Linked DNA regions of Mus musculus: region 2 is linked to region 1. Evidence: chromatin contacts called from public HiChIP or PLAC-seq data. All regions are on one chromosome and are shown on one strand. The core of a region is the stretch at or near the end of the contact, and the rest is flanking DNA. Distances in the headings are between cores, read along the strand shown.

Region 1 (4,025 bases), core at 601-3,100:
GACTCCTGAGTTTCTGTGGAACCCAAGATTTGTTGAACATGGCTGTGTGCCCCACCCCACCTCCACACACACACCAAGATAAACCACTTATAGAGGACAGGGCTTGTCTTTCGCTCATCCATGTACCCTCAGAGATCTCCCCTAGTGTTTAATAAGAGCTCAACAAATGTTCAGCAATGGGAAGGTAACTTCCCCATGAGGGGGTGACTGAGTTGGATCTGTTGCTAAGAGCTGTCCCTGGGCTAGAGAAGAGAAAGCTTGTGAGGACTAGCTGGGGGGGAGGGGGGTGTGTCAGTGGATGCTGGACATCTCTGCAGAGTGGCCTTCTCTTCCACGCACCTGTCTCTTTCCAATCCCCCTGTAACCAGGCTTTCAGAACCAGCTCTTTCCCAAAGGTCTGAATGTAACAGAGCCAGCACTGCTCATGTTATGTCCAGCCAACGGTAGCAGGGGAGGTAGAGACAGGGTCCCTGGCCCTCAGGGCCCCAGCAGTTGCTTATCCTAATAGGCTTTTTTATCAGAAAGAATTCAGCCTCTCTTCTGTCCCCTGAAGGCAGTTTTCAAAAAAATCACACCCCCATGCAGACAGTTTTATTTACAAGGAAATCTTGGCAGGATCTTGACTTGTTAGTAGAGTAGAGATGGGGGAGGGGTGGCAAGAAACAAAAATAGTTGGAATGATCACACTTTCTGAAACCGAGATGAAAATTGGTGTCTGTTGCAAACTCACCTAATTAGGATGGAACTGATTTCCTTCTGGGTTTAAGAGGAGTAGTCAGTGCTGGGCGAGATGGTCACAGGTTGGATCCTGGGTTTGCACGATGTGGTTACATTTGCGTTATGAAAATGAAGGTGTTAATTGCAACTTCTGATAATAATAATAATCCTTTGGACGTCGAGAGGGGTAATGATGATGCGGAGAGGTTGAAGGGCTTTGGTTCTGTATGTAGGCTGCCGGAGGAGCGGGGGTGGGGGTGTGTGTGGGTGTGGGGAGTGTGGGAGGGGGAGGGGCGGCTGAACCAGGACTGAGCCCCTGAGCCTCCCTTGAGGAGCATCTACCCCAGCCCGGGCACTGGCACAAATTATAGTTAGGTGGGAAGATCGCTTTTCCCACAGGTACTCTGTCTCCCATTTTTCTTCTTTAAACATCCTTTAGTACTTTGCTAACTTCATTCCTGGTTTTTAGTTTTAGTTTTTTGTTTTTGTTCCCCACCACCCCCACCCCCACCCCCGGCCAGCTCTCCCCCCACCCCGCAATCCCTCCCCGGCACTCCACCCCTCCGCTCCTGTCTGGCAGGGCACTACTTTCCTGGATTTAACATGGTCGAGAAACCTGAAGATAGCATACAGCTCTAGATGGAGAGGTAGGGCAAAGGTTAGGATTTAGGGTCCCAAACCACCTGACCTTTCTCTCATCTCTAGGCTTTCCCAGACCTCCCAGAATCCAAGACCACAGCGAACAGAGAGAGGTCTTAAGGGTGGCTGGTGGAATCCAATTTTCACATCTCACTCTCAATTCAGTCCTATTTAACCCTGACATGGCCAACTTCGTGAGAACCTCGCTTCTGCCTCCGTCACACAATCTGCTGCTTCCAAGTGATGGTTAACCCGGTGCTGAGCTGAGCAGGCTGAGGGCAACGCAGTCCCCATCTCCGGGCGGGAGGAGCGGCGGCTTGTCGCTCGCCTCCCGGCAGCCAGCCCTCCCTCTTTCCCTCCCTCCCTCCCCGCGGGCGGCCTGGGGGGGCGGGGGCCCCGCGAGCAGCCCCGCCCCCGCCGCGCGCCACCCCGGAGGAGTCCGTGGGGAGGAGGAGGCTCGCGCGCAGAGCGGGGGCCGCGCGGAGCGGGAAGGAGCGCGGGGAGCGGTAGGGCCCGGCTGGCCCAAGGGCGCCCTGCCTCGGGCCCGCGACAGAGGCCAAGAAGTTTGGCGGCTAGGGGCCCAGCGCCCCGGGTCGCGGGGGCCGCAGTGAGGGCGGTGGGGAGAGCAGAACCATGGGAGCGAGCGCGGAGGCGGCGAGGGGCGCAGCTAGCTCCTGGAGCAGCACGGCCGCGGCGGCGCAAAGTTAGCCCGGCGCCCCGGGACGAGCGCCGCAGTCTGGGCCATGGGCGAGCACCCCAGCCCCGGCCCCGCAGTGGCCGCCTGCGCGGAGGCTGAGCGCATCGAGGAGCTGGAGCCCGAGGCCGAGGAGCGACTGCCCGCCGCGCCAGAAGACGTGAGTGCCCCCTCCTGTGTCCCTCAAACTTTCTGGGGGGCGCCACGCGGGGAGACGCCACTGCCTCAGCTCCCTACCCCGCAGACAACTTAGAGGCTTCAAGGTTATGTCACCGGAGCGTCCGGGATGAGTCGGGGGTCCCCGAGGGTAGGAGAGATAGGTCTCCCCCAAATGCAAGCGCGCGCTCCCCACCCCGCTCGGGTTCCCGCGGCTTCACTGCGGGACACAGCCCGGGCCACTGCGCCGGGAACCTGTCGGCTGCCGAGCCCCCTCCCCGCGGCTGGTGCAGTGCCCGGGACACGGCGTTTTCCTGCAGAGGCGGCCGCGTCACTGTAGTGACTTCCCCTCCCCTCCCCTCAGCGACCTGCGGACTCTGCAAGCCCGGGGAAGGAACCGGCGCCGCAGATGCCCAGTCTCTGATCAGCGCAGACCGCTCTGGAGACCCCTTCTCGGCTGCCAGATTAGCTCCCGCCGGCGTCAGTCCGGTCGCGACACTGATTGAAATTCAAACTGATCTCAGTCCCTGAACCCAGCCAGAGCTAGCTGGGTCGAAATGCTCCCAGCAGGGGGCTCAGGAGTCCCTGACCACCTCGGTGCCAGGAACGGTCCCCTGGGGCAGGGTAGGGAGGGGTTACTCCAGAGGGCTTTCCTGCCATCTGCCGCTTAGATCTCTTGTCTGCTGTCCTGGGAGGCGAGGCAGGATCTGGAAAGCCCCGGGTGCTTGAGTTGATGAAACTACTCCCTCTCGGCACCCTGCCTCGGACCTGTCCCTCCTTCAGAGTAAAATTAAACCAGAAACCCCAGCCTACGAAACCACAGCCAGCAAATCTGAATGGGCCGGGAGTCTAACATCTCTCGGGTTTGCGTAACTAAACCTGTCACTTTGTCCTGGCCCTAACTCCTGAGAGAGTCTTCTGTATTCAGTACTTGCACTCAGTCTTGGAAGCATATTGGGGAACACACACACACACACACACACACACACACACACACAGAGTGCTCAAGCAGGGGCGAGTCTCCTGAGCAGAGTCCTCCAACAGACAAGGTCTGAAGGTGTACTCCGGGAGTAGATGTGGACGTGACCTTTCCGTAGCAGAAGTTATCAGAAACCCGGAGACACGGTTGGGAATCGTCCTTGTTCTCATTCCAGCATCTGACTGTGTTCCCCCCCCCCAAAAAAAAACACCCCATTCCCACACCGTACTGTGCGAGTTCTGCCTTCGCTCACACGGGGACTTTTCAGGTTTCATCTGGGGGGCCCCTGAACCTGATTCTGACTGCTGGGCAACAGCTGGGAGGTGATGTCAGAAACCTCAGGGGTCTACAGAAACCTTGGTGATAAGTGCCTTTCTTTCTCTTCTTCCTCTCCCGCATGGCCTCCCTCTCTACCAGCACTGGAAAGTCCTGTTTGAAAAGGTATGTGAGCAGTTAAATACCTTTCTTCTTCCCAGCCCTGCCTGAAACCGGTCTCAGTCTTCCTGCTTGACTGCGTGGGCTTTCCTAGCTCAGTGCTCCGGAGATGGTGACGTGCTATGGAGGCGTGGCTTAATACATCTAGGGCGGAGCCACACGGTGCTCTGGGTATCCGGAGACAGCAGTAGGCTCCCTAGAGAGAAATCGTTCATCCCTACAAATTCTTCTTGCACCATGGCTGGGCTTACGCCACCCAGAGATTGGACAACTTGTATTAAAGTTTTCGCTATGCAAGAGGAGAGGATTGCAGTGGGAGGCTGGGGGGAGGTGGGGGAAGGGGCATAAAAGAATCATTTGGCTCCTTTTCTGCTCCTATTATAAAAAATGCTTTGCCCCAGTAAC
Region 2 (4,266 bases), core at 754-3,253, 160 kb before region 1:
GCTGCTCCAGGGAGAAGAGCCTGTCCAATGGATTCCCGGGCTCCTTTCCATCTGTATCACAAGCAGCAACACTGGCAACACGTTTCTCAGGTGCAGTGGATTTCCTCACAGAGCAGGTGTTATTTAGGACTGGAGGCAGGGATGAGTACTCTGGGACTGGAAACCATCTCCTCCCTAAAAGGGAAACTTGACTTATAATGTTCTCCTTGACAGTTAATACCCAAGCTTGTGCAGTTATACAGACTTGCACACAGACCATATTATCACAGAGAATTGTCTTTAAGAGGAGTGTAGAGCTGGTTGTAGTTGTGCACACCTTTAATCCCAGCACTGGGGAGGCAGAAGCAGGAGGATCTCTGAGTTCAAGGGCAGCCTGGTCTACAGAGGAAGTTCGGGACAACCAGGACTGCACAGTGAAACTCTGTATTGAAAAACAAACAAAACATAAAGAGTAGTTTTACAATAATTACAGTTATCTATCTTTGAGGGTTTGTTTGGTTTTTGGTTGGTTGGTTGGTTGGTTTTGATCATTGGTAGGGTTGGGTTTGTTTGTGGGGTTTTTGTTGTTGTTTTCTTTTTTGAGACAGGATGTCACTGGATAGTCTTCATACTCAAATTCAGTATGAAGACCAGGATGGCCTTGACTTCATAGTAATTCAGCTGCACCAGGATAGCCAGTACTACACAGAGGCGCTGTCTCAAGGAAGAAGCTGTAGTTGCCTGGCACTGTAACTCCGTATGTACAACCTCAGCACCTGAGGGGCAGTCCATACAAGATTCAGATTCCAAGAGTTTTATGACAGTCTGGACTACCTGAGACCTCATCTCCAAAAATTTAATTAATTAAAATAAAGAAATTGTAGTCTTCTCGGGATAAGTAGAGTCCACCTTTAATACCAGCATTTGAGCCAGGCAGTGGTGGCACGTGCCTTTAATCCCAGCACTTGGGAGGCAAAGACAGGTCGATTTCTTAGTTCAAGGCCAGTCTGGTCTACAAAGTGAGTTCCAGGACAGCCAGGGCTACTCAGAGAAACCCTGATTCAAAAAAACCAAACAAACAAACAAAACCAGCATTTGGGAGGCAAAACCAGGCAGACCTCTGAGAGTTCATGGCCAGACTGGTCTAGTACAGTGTTCCAGGCAATGAGACTGTTTGCTAAAGTAAAAACAATCAAAAAAGTTAAGGGCCAGTTAGATAGGACCTAGTTTCTGGCAAGGCCTTGGTTTCTATACCTAGAACCACTTAATTTTAATTAAAATTATTTCAAATGTCTGCTACTTATGGCATTTATAATATTATGAGGATTTTTTGTATCGCCTCTTATGATTGATCTCCAGTTCCATTTTTTACTAGTTTATCATCTGATGGAACTAAAGGAAATTAAACTTTATACGTTTATAATAAATGTTTTAGCTGGTCAGGAGTGGTGTTCCTCACTTGCAATCCTAGCATTTAGGAGATGGAAGCAGGAAGATCAGGATTTAGCTACATAGTGAGTTGCAGGCCAGCTTGGGCAACATGGAGCTCTGACTGGGGCAAGCGGGGGCTGGTGATATTAACTAAGTGGTGGGGACGGTTTATTTTGTTCTGCATGGTTCTCAATATTGCTAACAAGGCTGTATTTTTGCAAGCAGTCTACATTGTGCAATGGATAACTTTATAAGACAGTGTAAAGTCATCCTCCCAGCGCGGCCACAGGAAGACGACACAGCCAGAGGCTAAGCGAGCTACTCCGGCCCGGGAAGGGGCGCACGCGCGTGGACCCCGGGCCATTAAAGCGGACGGGCTCCGGGGCTGGGGGACATGAACGCCCCTCAGCTCCGCTACAGCTCCACGCTGGACAACCGGACACAGGGCAGAAGAGAACCACTCCCGGTTACAGGCTAGTGACTGGAAAGCAATCCACCTCGTGCTCAGGAACCCTACCTCCGGCCTTGATGAGGCAAGCAAGGTTTGTCCTCCAAGCCATCGCCAGGCTCTTTCCCACGCCTGTGTTCCTCCTCAACTTCCGGTTTCGTGTGCTCCAACAAAAAGTGCTCGGCCGGGGCTGGGCAGAAGGGTTCCGGCGAAAGCGACAGTCTCAGGGAAATGCCAACGGAGTTCCTAGTAATTGATGGCTGATGGTCTCTGGAGAAAGTGTGGCCGTTCGGGATCGCCGAGATGCATAGGAGTAGACTAGGTTTAATCCTGTTTTGGGGCGAGTCTCCTCTGGGTTCCCAGACACACAGCAGACAGTGGGGAGCCTATATGCACACATGTAACCCTGTCCGGAGTTGAGAGGAGGAGTATCTGGGAGAGATGCACGGGATAAGGCCAATGTATGAGGTCGCTTTGACGCTGGGCACTTTTGACTGTTTGAAAAGGATGGGGGGAGGTGAGTCTGGAGCCACATTTGATCCTTGGAATGCGAAGTGGAACAGTTGAAAAAGTCGGGCAGGTTGCTTGTTTTTTAGTTGCAAAGTCAGATTAGAGGGGCTTTCTAGAAAAAAAGAAAATTGGTCATTTGCAGCCAATGTGAGGCTGGACTGTAGAAGAACCTGAGGACAAGAAAGAGGAATCGGAAAGTTATTGTGATATGTTTTATAAAACAATTGTTGTGTTTTATGGAGCGCGGTATGGTGTGGTGAGGTGCCCATCCTGAGGCATCCCCTCCTCTCCGAGGTACCCAGCTCCAGTATGGCATAGAGTTTATTGGGGGGGGGGGGAGTTAAGAAGGGAGTAGAGGCAGGGAAAGGGGGGAGAGAGAGAGAGAGAGAGAGAGAGAGAGAGAGAACACGAACGAACTGGTGGCCCAGTACACGTTGAAGAGGACGGGGAGGGAGAAGAGGAGAGAGGGGAAAAGGGGTCAGAGAGAAAAGAGTCAGAGAGGGCAAGCAGTTCCTTTTAGAGCAAAGCCAGGCCTACCTGGCTGTTGCCAGGTAACTTGGGCGGGGCGTAGGAGGAATGACAACAGATTTTCTTGCCAAGGCAGAGTGAACTGTGGGGAATGAAACCTGGGCTAAGGAAGAAGAGTGGAAAAGGGTCTAGTAATGGGTTTGTGGTTATATTAGACGTCGTAGCTAACCTATAATGCCCACACTTAGGAGCATGAGGAGAATTGTGAGTTTGAGTCCAGTCTAGGCTATGTAATGAGTTTGAGGCCACCCTAGACTACAAAAATGACTCTGTCTCAAAAGGCATCAACAACAAAAGCTATTCACAGGCTCAGCCGTTCAGAGTACTTGTTGCTCTTGTGGAGGATCCGGCTTTGGTTCACAACATCCACATGGTGGCTGACAACCATCTATAATTCTGGTTCCGGGGATGTCCAATAACCTCTTCTGACCTCCACAGGCACCAGGCACAGACTTGGCACACAGACATACATGTAGGCAAAACACTCATATACACAAATTAATAAGTCTAAAATAAAAGTTATTCTTAAGAGAGCCTGGGGGCTGGAGAGATGGCTCAGCGGTTAAGAGCACTGACTGCTCTTCTGGAGGTTCTGAGTTCAAATCCCAGCAACCACATGGTGGCTCACAACCATCTGTAATGGCATCTGATGCCCTCTTCTGGTGTGTCTCTGAAGACAGCGACAGTGTACTTACATATAATAAATAAATAAATAAATATTTGAGAGAGAGAGAGAGAGAGAGAGAGAAAGAGTGCCTGGTGTGGTAACACATTCCTGTACTCAAGCATGAATTCCAGGTCAGCCTGGGCTGTCATAGTAAGACCTAGTCTTAAAAAAAAAAAAAAAGGGTTAGTTAGGGAAACTCATGGAAATTCTATGAATCTTAATGATGTCTCCAGAATGTAAGGATCTAACAAAAATAAAGACAATTTTAAAATCTTCCAAATTTTTTTTTCTTTTTAGGTTTTTTGAGACAGGGTTTCTCTGTGTGTAGCCCTGGCTGTCCTGGAACTCACTCTGTAGACCAGGCTGGCCTCGAACTCAGAAATTCACCTGCCTCTGCCTCCCAAGTGTTGGGATTAAAGGCGTGCGCCACCACACCCTGCTCAAAATTTTTTAAAACACAAAATTTTATACAGAATTCTTTCATTGAGTACCACAGAGATGCTGAAATGGACCATGGGAAATTTATTCCCTCACACTTCAGGAGTGCAGACACCTGTGACCAGAGTGTCAGGAGGGTTGGTTCCTTCTGAGGACTGCAGGAAATGCATGCTTCTCTCTGACCTTCAGATGACTACCTCCTCCACATATGTGTCACTCTGCTGTCACTAGGCATTCACACGGACATCTCATGAGAACAGCAGCC

What was found. HiChIP or PLAC-seq counts read pairs in DNA pulled down with a chosen protein or histone mark.
Region 2: a contact with region 1 is called in an HNF4G HiChIP or PLAC-seq map of pancreatic cancer cells. The contact joins the promoter of Tefm here to the promoter of Rhbdl3 in region 1. A contact is called at or near these places in 1 of 39 promoter capture datasets (hippocampal neurons), 1 of 484 Hi-C or Micro-C datasets (embryonic stem cells), 3 of 115 datasets of contacts at active chromatin or transcription factors (effector CD8 T cells, embryonic stem cells and pancreatic cancer cells) and 3 of 9 other capture datasets (adipose tissue, liver and pancreatic islet).

What each region holds. Positions count from the first base shown.
Region 1 is chr11:80,299,062-80,303,086 of GRCm38.p6, forward strand. It overlaps Rhbdl3 (rhomboid like 3), which reads left to right and starts at 1,851. Exons shown (of 9, transcript NM_139228.3): 1 at 1,851-2,210; 2 at 3,603-3,626. The coding sequence starts at 2,100.
Region 2 is chr11:80,140,150-80,144,415 of GRCm38.p6, forward strand. It overlaps Tefm (transcription elongation factor, mitochondrial), which reads right to left and starts at 2,004. Exons shown (of 4, transcript NM_183275.2): 1 at 1,928-2,004; 2 at 1-174. The coding sequence starts at 1,970.